Linked DNA regions of Ovis aries: region 1 is linked to region 2. A link is a contact called in public Hi-C data. All regions are on one chromosome and are shown on one strand. The core of a region is the stretch at or near the end of the contact, and the rest is flanking DNA. Distances in the headings are between cores, read along the strand shown.

Region 1 (4,844 bases), core at 2,163-4,662, 190 kb before region 2:
AGAGGTGACCCTGAATGGCAGACACATCTGGGGTTAGTCACCTCCAGCACAGCTGTGCAGAGGTCACTGAATTTGTGGTCTGTCTTCCCATCCTGGGAGCAGCTGGAAGAAACAGTGTTGGGGCCACTTCCCAGAGGACCCTCTGCCAAACCCTACAGTCTCTTTTATGCCAGGCTGCTCTGCTCCTGTGAGCTGCTGCTCATTCCCTCTTTCTTGACATTCCCCACACACCAGTTTATCAAAGTCCAGAGGCCATTACCTGGGAAAGGGGCAAAAATGCATGGTCCTGAGCTCCCATCTGCTGACCCTGGAGTGGGACCTGGCATCCGCATGTGTACAGTTGCCTCAGTCTGGCACACTCATGTGAGAGCCCCACTGCTTCTGTTGCTTCTGGGATCAGCCCACAAACCCTCCTTGCCCCTGGCTGCCAGCTTCTGCCCTCTGCCCACCCCTTAAATCCATCCAAGCCCCTTGTTCTACTTGCACATCCACACTCTAGTACCCCAGGCTAGACTCTGTTCTGCCTTTGGTTGGCTAACAGCACCCAGACTTGACTTGACCAAAGCCAACCCCCCGGGAACCAACCTGCCTCCCCACCACTGGTAATGCCCACTTCAGAGAGCATCCTGCCTACCGTCCAAGCCAGAGACTTGGTTATCAGACTTGACTCCCTGTCTCCCTTCCTCCCTTATTTCAGCAACAACTCAATCCTGATCTGCCTCCCCAGCATGTTTCCAGTCTCCCCGTCTCTCTCACCCCAGATTGCATTTATCCCCTAACTGGTTCCCTCCAGAGCACTAGTCTTTCCTCTTTCTTGTGAATTCTCCAAAACGTTCTAAAATGCAAATCTAACTATAATTACCAGCCCCCTTAAAACCCTTCAAAATGTTTTCAAGGTCCTAACCCCCTTGACCCACAGGAAAGACCTTGGATCAGCTGTTACCAGCTTCCTGCTCCAACTTCTTCCCCTCCCCTCTGAGCTCCAGTAACAGCAAACTGCTTCTGGTTCTAGCCTCCAGATCTTAGACCATTCATTCGTCCTTTGGCACCACCTCCTCCAGGAAGCCATCCCTCTCCACCCACACCCACACGGTCCTTGGAGTATACGTACTGACTGCTGGAAGGATCTTTCTACTCACCACACCGAGTTATAATCATTGATTTTCATGTCTCAGTTCCACACTAGCCAGTGAGATCCTTGAGGGCAGGGATGGAGTTCCATTCATCTGTGTATCCCAACCCCTGGCCTGGTGCCTGGCACCAAGGACAGGCTTGGCCAGTGGTTGATGGATGAATGCGGAGTGGAAACTTGAAGGAAGAGAGAGTCAGTCAGGAAGGACTGAGAGGGCAATGAGGGCAAGCCTGGCAGGAGGCTCAGCCAGAGCAAATGTGTGGGCAGCAGAAAAGAGCTTCCCTTTATCGCACGCCATGACTGCCCGCAGCCTCTGTGCCTGCACTCTGCTTCCACATTCTGTCTCATTTAGTTCTTGCAACAACAGATCAGGAAACTGGCTTCAGAGAACCAAAGCAACCTGCCCAAGGTCACACAGCCAGGCCCGGAATGGAATCCAGGACTGTCTGGCCTGAAAATCTGTGCTCTTTCTGCTGGGTCACACTGCTCTCCTGGGGATAGGACCTTCTGGAGATGGACAAGGAGTGGGCCCAGCTACGCCTCTGCCTAGCTGAGCGCCGGAACCAGCTGCCCACGCTCAGGCCAACAGCTTCTTCCTCCCAGCCGGACCAGAGGCTCAGAGGCCAGACAAAGATTTATCTGTTCCTTCCTCCCCTGGCTTTGCTGGGGTGGGGGGTGGTCTTTGATTAGACATGCACACCCCCCACCACCCCCAGAGAAGGGCTGCTGTCTCCTGTACTGCCCAGGGTGCCTGGGGAATGCAGGGGGCCCTGTGACGCTGTCTGGGTTCTGCAGAATCTGTCTCCCTCATCGCACTTGGCCCAGGCTGATATTAAGATTCATCTGCATTCCCCATGCACCCGCCTGGCAGATGGTGGGGGAGGAGGCTGGGTGCGTGCTGGGGGCTGCAGCCAGAGACCAAGCTGGGCCTCGAGGGCCACAGCAGAGTGCCCACCCACCCTGCCCCATGGGCCAAGCCCAGGCTGGGGCTGTTCCAAATGCTGGGGTACCTCCTCAGCCTCACAGCCTCTGAAAAGTGCTGGGTGCTGGGACTTGACCTTTGATTTTTCTAAGGACTAAAGGGGCCCTGCAATTCCAAGAAGACAACGTGGAGATGTGGGGCAATGGGGGATGGGCCCCACTTTGCAATCTCGAATGAGGGTCTTTTTCTTCCTTCTTGCCCTGGAGGGTTGCAGAAACCTGAGACAGATACCCTGCTGGCATAGGAACCCCACATCCCTCATAGGAAGGGCAGAGTGAAGAATGGAGGTACAGCCTCCAGGGGCCTTGCTCACCTCACTTCTCAGCTTCTCAGGAGGCTTACCCTTGACCCCAGCCCCAGATATCCAGCCTGGCCCCTAGCTGCCTTTTCATCCCAAGACTCCAGTCAAGTTTCCTGTCACAGCGACTGGACTGAGAGGTACTGGGGGGAGGTGAGGAGGGTTATCCCAGCCCCTCTGAGTAAAGCAGAAGAGGATAGGAATTGAGATTATAACCAAAGGAGTTCAGGCTAGACACCCAGAAGAACTTCCCCCAGCACAAAAGCAAGTCTTGCAGACAGAGGTGGACTTTGGGCTGTGGAGACGGAAGGAAGACCTTCTTTTCTGGCTCTCTTGTAACGGGGTTTGGGAAAAATAATCTTTCCACATTCCAGGTCTCTTGGGGTTCAGGGCAGGGCAGCAGATTCTCAATGCTCCTTACCAGGAACAGAGGCCCTGCTCAGGGTTGGAATTAGTAGGGTTCCTATCCCCGAGGTCACCACCCTCTCCCTGCCTCGCGGAGTGAACTCCGCCCCCAAATCCTGCCCCCTGCGTCCTAAATCCCCGGGTTGCGGGCCGGCAGGGGAGGAGTTAACTGCGGAGGTACCGGCTGGGCTCACAGTACCTGCCGCCGCCGCCGCCGCCGCCGGTGGTGGGAGGGACGAGGAAGCGGGAGCCGCCTGGGCGCCAGGAGCGCTCCAGTCTGGCGGGAGGCAGCGCGGGTAGCGGCGGCGGGGCTTGGCGCGGCCAGGGGCGTCCGCCAGGGGGCGCGCCGCGACGGGGCGGGAGGGGCCATCTGGCCCGGGGAATTAGCTCTGGGGCGAGCGCGCGCGCGGGTCCCCAACACATCTGGGCGAGAGCGACGCCGCTGGAACCGAGGGGGCATATCTGCGGCCGCGGAGCCACCGCGCAGCTGGGGCCCTTCGAGGCGGTCGGGGCGCACATCTGGGGCCGCGAGAGGGGGCCGCGCCGCGCGCAGCTGGACCGGGGAGGGGGGCGGCGGCTGCACAGCTGGACCGAAGGGGGCGGGGTCGGTCCTGGGCGGCTGGCCGCGCGGAGGGCCGCCGGGGGCCGGGGGACTGGAGCATGGGACGGCGCGCCTGAAGGAGCGAGCAGGGGTGAGGAAGGGCCTGGGACCCTGAAGGGAACAGACGCGAGGAAGGGGCACGAGAGCAAAGAGGAAGATGCAACTGACTCGCTGCTGCTTCGTGTTCCTAGTGCAGGGCAGCCTCTATCTGGTGAGTGATCCGCGGGGAGCGGCGCGGAGGGGCGGGGGCTGGGAGGACTGGGGGAGAGCGCGGGAAGCTTCCGAGCCCGAAAACTTTCTCCCTTCCCCCCAACATCCCGGGGATGGAGGAGAAGCCTCGAGGCTGGGGGAGAGGGCGGGTCCGAGGCCGGAGACTGTACAGGAAGGGTTAATAGGGGCGGGGAGAGGGTGCTGGGCTGGCCCACCTACTCGGCCGCTGGTGGCGGGAGGTGCGACGGGCACGAGGGAAAATGCCCGCAGACGTCGCCAAGGGTCACTCGACCTCTTCCCGGGCCCCGGGCCGTGCGGAAGGGTAGTGGAGGGTGGCTGTGGAGCTGATGATCTGCCAGGGTAGGGGGCATGGGCTCTTCCGTGACCTCGGGGACGCGGAGGGACCCGGAGGGCCCCGCGCTCTGGGGCCCCCAGCGCACGAGCTGGCCCAGGCGGGGGGTGGCCCCCGCGTCCCTCGCTCCCGCCTTCCCTCCCGCTCCCTCCCTCCTTGCCTGTTGTTTTCCTCCTCTCCCGGCTGCGCGCAGCCCGAGCCCCACAGGACCTGGGCAGGCGGCTCCCGCCCCGGGCGCTCGCGGCAGCTGAGCGGAGCGCCCGAAGCCCGCTCCCCGTGCGCTCGCTCGCGTCTTCCTGGCGGCCCAGGACGCGGGGAATCCACACTAGACCCCAGCTCAGGGCGCGAATCCCCTCCGACCGACCGCCACCTACCAATCCTGTCGTGGAGAAGCCTCAGAGCCACATCTGGGTCTTCTCAAAACAATAATCCCCTTTGCCATTGTGTGGAAGAACCCTTCCCTTGTCATATCTCCCCCTAGGGCCCTTCTCTCCATCCTCCAGACATTCAGCTGTGACCCCCGCCCCCTCAGGGTTAAGTACACGCACACGTCTTCTGCCTTGACCCCAGCCCCGCGGCCCTCCCCTCCTGCTGTCCCTTTCCCCCACCCTTGGGTCCTGGCAGGCAGGGACACCGCGCACAACCGCAGACATGGCCAGGGCCAGAACAGGGGACATGAAGACCCCGAACCCCTTTGTAGCCGTGCGTATGACAACCTCAGGCATTCCACATCCTTATCCCAGGTCCCAGCAAGTCCAGATGCTGCCCAGCTGTGAGCTGGTGCACCTGGCGCTGGCTGTGAGACACAGAGGGCCTTTCTTGAAAAGCTGAGCATACCCATGCTGGGCAGCTGTCCTCAGGGAA
Region 2 (4,512 bases), core at 908-3,407:
AAGAATTTACTGTAGGCTTCACAGGTGGCGCTAGTGGTAAAGAATCCATCTGCCAATGCAGGACACATCTGCCAATGCTGGACACGTCTGCCAATGCAAAAGATGTGGGTTCCATCCCTGAGTCAGAAAGATCCCCTGGAAAAGGAAATGGCAACCCCCTCCAGTATTCTTGCCCGAGAAATGCCATGGACAGAAGAGCCTGGCGGGCTACAGTCCATGGGAACGCAACGAGTTGCACACGACTGAGGGACTAAGCACAGCATAGAATGGACTGAGTACTATTAAGGATGGTATTAAAGAAGTGAGACATGCTCTTACCATAAGATCTCCTTACCAACAGCTGGGGAGCCAGAACACTAAAAAATAACCTTAGGAACATACCAGTAAGTGCAGAATAAAAGTAATAGTGTGAAATTAAATGCTTAAGTCCTGAGGGGATACAAACGAAGAATAAGCAGGAGCCCTTTCCAAATAAGATCTTATGTGCACTTCAAACTAAGTAAGTTATTCAAAGGTATCTATAGTAAAGACTAAAAGCTAAAATAAGAAAAACAAAATACCAAAAGCTGTGTGCCTTAACATTAGCCTAGAATATCTCCCTGGTGGCTCAGATGGTAAACAATCCACCTGTAAGGTGGGAGACCTGACTGAGTTCGATCCCTGAGTTGGGAAGATCCCCTGGAGGAGGGTCTGGCAACCCACTCCAGTATTCCTGCCTGGAGAATCCCATGGACAGAGGAGCCTGGCAGGCTGCAGTGCATGGGGTCGCAAAGAGTCACACACGACTGAGGGATTAAGCACGCAGAATATCTCCAAGGAGAGTGTTAGCTAAGGGTCTGGAACTTCAATCCTTCAGAGTCCTCTGTTTAGCACATCAATCAAATGATCCTAAATTAACGACTGAGCCTGCCTGGATCCCACCCATGCGCTCCGGGGCAAGCCTTGGTCTTCTCAAGGCTCTTCTTTTAGCAAGGCCAAATCCTCAACGGGCTTCCCTTGTGGCTTAGCCGGTAAAGAATCCGCCCGCAATGCGGGAGACCTGGGTTCGATCCCTGGGTTGGAACATCCCCTGGAGAAGAAAAAGGGTACCCGTTCCAGTATTCTGGCCTGGAGAATTCCACGGACTACAGCCCTTGGGGTCGCAGAGTCGGACACGACTGAGCGACTTTCACTCACTCAAATCCTCATCGTCTGCTATCCACTTCCCTACCTTTAAACTCTTCTAGCCTTACATCTTCCACAACTTCTTCTTTCGAGGCTCCCTCACTATTATTTAAAAATCAGTGCCTGAGATACACCTTTACTAAAAATATTCCTTCCTGTTCCTCCGTCCCTCAACTGTTGGCTGAAGCAGCTGAGTTTCGAGAGGTCACTTGGGCTCATGAAGTTCAACGCTTCTGTGGCTCTGGCGCACACAGATGCACACACATTCTGATCCCGCGGGCCACCCAAGGCGCTCATAACCATACAGGATGGGGTAAGGAGACGGGTGCTCACCACAGAGCTAAACTGGCTCTTCTTTGGAGCTACAGCTTCTGGAGAATGGTTCGGTCTCCTTCCGCGATTGAACGAATTAATCTACTTGATGTTTGCTAAAGGGCAAGGACAATGTCTCCTCTACCAGACAAGAAACTTCCTGGCGATGGACGCTACCCTTTCGTTCCTTTCCCAAGCTCCCATTCCTCACCATTTTGACACAGGATAGCTGTTAAAATTGTTTCATCTGCAAAATATCCCTTCCCAACTTTGAGTTTATGCCCATAAACGGAAACGTCCTTTAGCCAATTCGGCGACGAAGGGGTTAAATCTCAGCAACCTGATGGATTCTGGGGCTTTCCTTCCTCGACTTCAGAAATTAAAACGACCAGGAAGGGAAATTTTGCCCTAGGTAAAGATGAGAACCGTTAACTTCAATTGTCTGGCTTCTGCCCCAAACAGGAATGGCTACCTACGCCTACAAAGGGTGCCATTCCCCTAACTAAACTTGGCTGGCCCTACTTTCCACCACCGGAGCCACTTCCTGCCCAAGTCCAAAATGGCGCTCAGTAGCCTCACCAGGGTAACGAACCTCCCAGCATCCTCTTTGACCCGAACGTCATGTGACGCAAACCCCAGCCGGAAGTGGAGGAAAAAGCGCCTCAGCCCGCGGCGCCTGCGCAGAAGGCTCTAGACGCTGAGAAGCAGGAGGCACTTGGGATCGTCCGCAGGATTGGGACTGCTACACAGGCCGCCACGGAGCCCGCCGGAGCCACCGTTCCTGCTGCTGCCGCCGCTGCCCGAATCATAACCGTCGGGCCGCAGCAGCCGGCAATGCCTCGAAGGAAGGTGAGAGGAACAAGACGGGAGGGATGGCGGGTTTCTAAGGACAGTCGTTTGAGAAACATGACGCAGTTGGCCACGCCTCATAATGGTTGGGTTCCAACTTCCCGCTCCCCCGAACCTAGCTTAGCAACCCTCTTCTGTCCCTACCCAACAGAAAAATGTGGGCCCGACCCTGGCCTCGGCCTATGGTTGCAACTATTCCCGCCCTCTGCTTGCCTGGCTCGGAGGCGTTCTTCTCGTTAATTGGTCGCTGAAACGTCTAGAAACATATTGATTGGCTGGTGACACCGCCCATTTGGGCTCAACGGTCACCTCCCCGCGTGTGGGGGCGGTGTATGGGCCCGGCTCTATCGCTGTCCGACAGGCCGTAGAGAACGATCTCTCCTCTCTTGATTGGCTAGGCCTGCCAGTCTGTCCTGTGGGGGCGCGGTTTATCGGGACCGCGGTTGGGTGGCTCGAATCCCCTCCCTTCCGTCTGATGATGCTCACAGAGGCAGAGTTTTGGAGCATCCTTCCTTTCCCCGCGGGGGACAGAACAAAGCCGAGAACTGGGTGGTGGAAAACCAGCGCCCACTCCCCAGGGATCTCACTCTGGCCTGTTGCTCCTAAGCTGTGATTTTTCCTTGTCTGCTTAGTTAGCGCCTACAAAATGCAGTTCGTTAAATCAGAAACTTTATAAAATTAGATGGGGTTTATGAGATCACCTAGGGACACCCCCCACCCCTTCTTTTCTCAGCTAAACAAACAGGCTTAATGGAGTACCCCAAGCCACTCAATTAGGCAATGCAGAGCCGGGACTCCAGAACAAATCTAATTCAACAAATGTTTATTGACTGCTTGCTACCTGCTGGCTGCTGGGGATTCAGAAATTAATTAGACATGATCCTTGGCTTAAGGAAATCTGAGTCTGATGGGGAAAACAGACTCGTAAATAACTTGAAAGGATCTAGTAAATTCTCTACTTGGCAGTAATAGACAAAGCTTAATGGCACGAAAGTGAGAGAGCAATTAAGTCTACTATGGAGTAAGATGGGAAGTAGATTAGTAAAAGCCGGGAGAGAAGAAATCAATTCCATGATCAAGCCGGGAAGGTGATGGTCAAAGATAATTAGGGATTCAATATCTGAGTAATTGGACTGGATGACTTTTAAGACTCCCCTTTTGTTCTGCCAATTTTCTGTGACTGTCTCTGGAGCCTCCACTCAGTGTCTGGGCAGATTAGCTTTGGATATTTGGAAAGTTTATTGTATTTTTGTTCATTTCTGCAGAAATGTTTCTCTTCCCAGAGGCTTTCAGGTATTTATACTTTTTAATGTCTCCTACAGTGATGTACATTGATAGGTGGTATTAAGGCTCACCAAATGCAACAGTAGTACTGGTGCCTTGGAATAGGCCCACAGTTCTTTCTGCAGTTCCCAGATACAGAGAACTTGTGAAAATGTGTGCTTTTTAGTAGCTTATTTGGTGGCATAAACTGTCCTGAGGCGATTTACAGTTTTTGTGTGTCTCATTTAGTGTGAATGTTTATAAATTTTGCTGCAGAAAGGTTATTATTTGCAGATGTATGCAAATTTTTCTCTTTCCAAAAATCTAAAAGGTTATGAATGCTAAACAACTGGTGCTTAGGATTTTGAATAAAGAACTTAGTAATTTGAAGCTTTAGTGTTTTTTTTTTTGTTTGTTTTTTTTTTTTTTTTAGCAAATATGTTTCTCTTTCTGGTTTAGTAAAAGGTATAGTGTTAATAAAAGTTAATACTTTTATTAGCGCAGTTGATAAAAGTTATCTCTGGCTAACATGTTAGCTCAGAACGCTAACAATTGGTAAATAATTATTAATTGAAAAGGTGATTTTTAAAAACCTTCTGTTTGCTACTGCTACTGCTGCTAAGTCGCTTCAGTCATGTTTCCGACTCTGCCACCCTATAGACAGCAGCCCACCAGGCTCCCCTGTCCCTGGGATTCTCCAGGCAAGAACACTGGAGTGGGTTGCCATTTCCTTCTCCAATGAGTGAAAGTTAAGTCGCTCAGTCGTGTCTGACTCTTAGTGACCCCATGGAGCCCCAGAGGAACCTACCAGGCTCCTCTGTCCATGGGATTTTCCAGGCAAGAGTACCGGAGTGGATTGCCTTTGCCTTCTCCAACCTTCTGTTTATGCTTACCTATAAGTCTTTATGTGCAAGTCACTCCCTT

Evidence for each region. Hi-C and Micro-C count contacts between places; a contact is called where the count stands out from the background.
Region 1: a contact with region 2 is called in a Hi-C map of tail adipose tissue, with 5 times the contacts expected there. The contact joins the promoter of NXPH3 here to the promoter of KAT7 in region 2. A contact is called at or near these places in 3 of 16 Hi-C or Micro-C datasets (liver, skin fibroblasts and tail adipose tissue).

Annotation. Positions count from the first base shown.
Region 1 is chr11:36,771,619-36,776,462 of ARS-UI_Ramb_v3.0, reverse strand. NXPH3 (neurexophilin 3) reads left to right here and starts at 3,412. Exons shown (of 2, transcript XM_004012789.6): 1 at 3,412-3,629. The coding sequence starts at 3,576.
Region 2 is chr11:36,578,095-36,582,606 of ARS-UI_Ramb_v3.0, reverse strand. It overlaps KAT7 (lysine acetyltransferase 7), which reads left to right and starts at 2,157. Exons shown (of 15, transcript XM_015098720.3): 1 at 2,157-2,325. The coding sequence starts at 2,311. It overlaps FAM117A (family with sequence similarity 117 member A), which reads right to left and starts at 1,575. Exons shown (of 8, transcript XM_060395548.1): 1 at 1,498-1,575.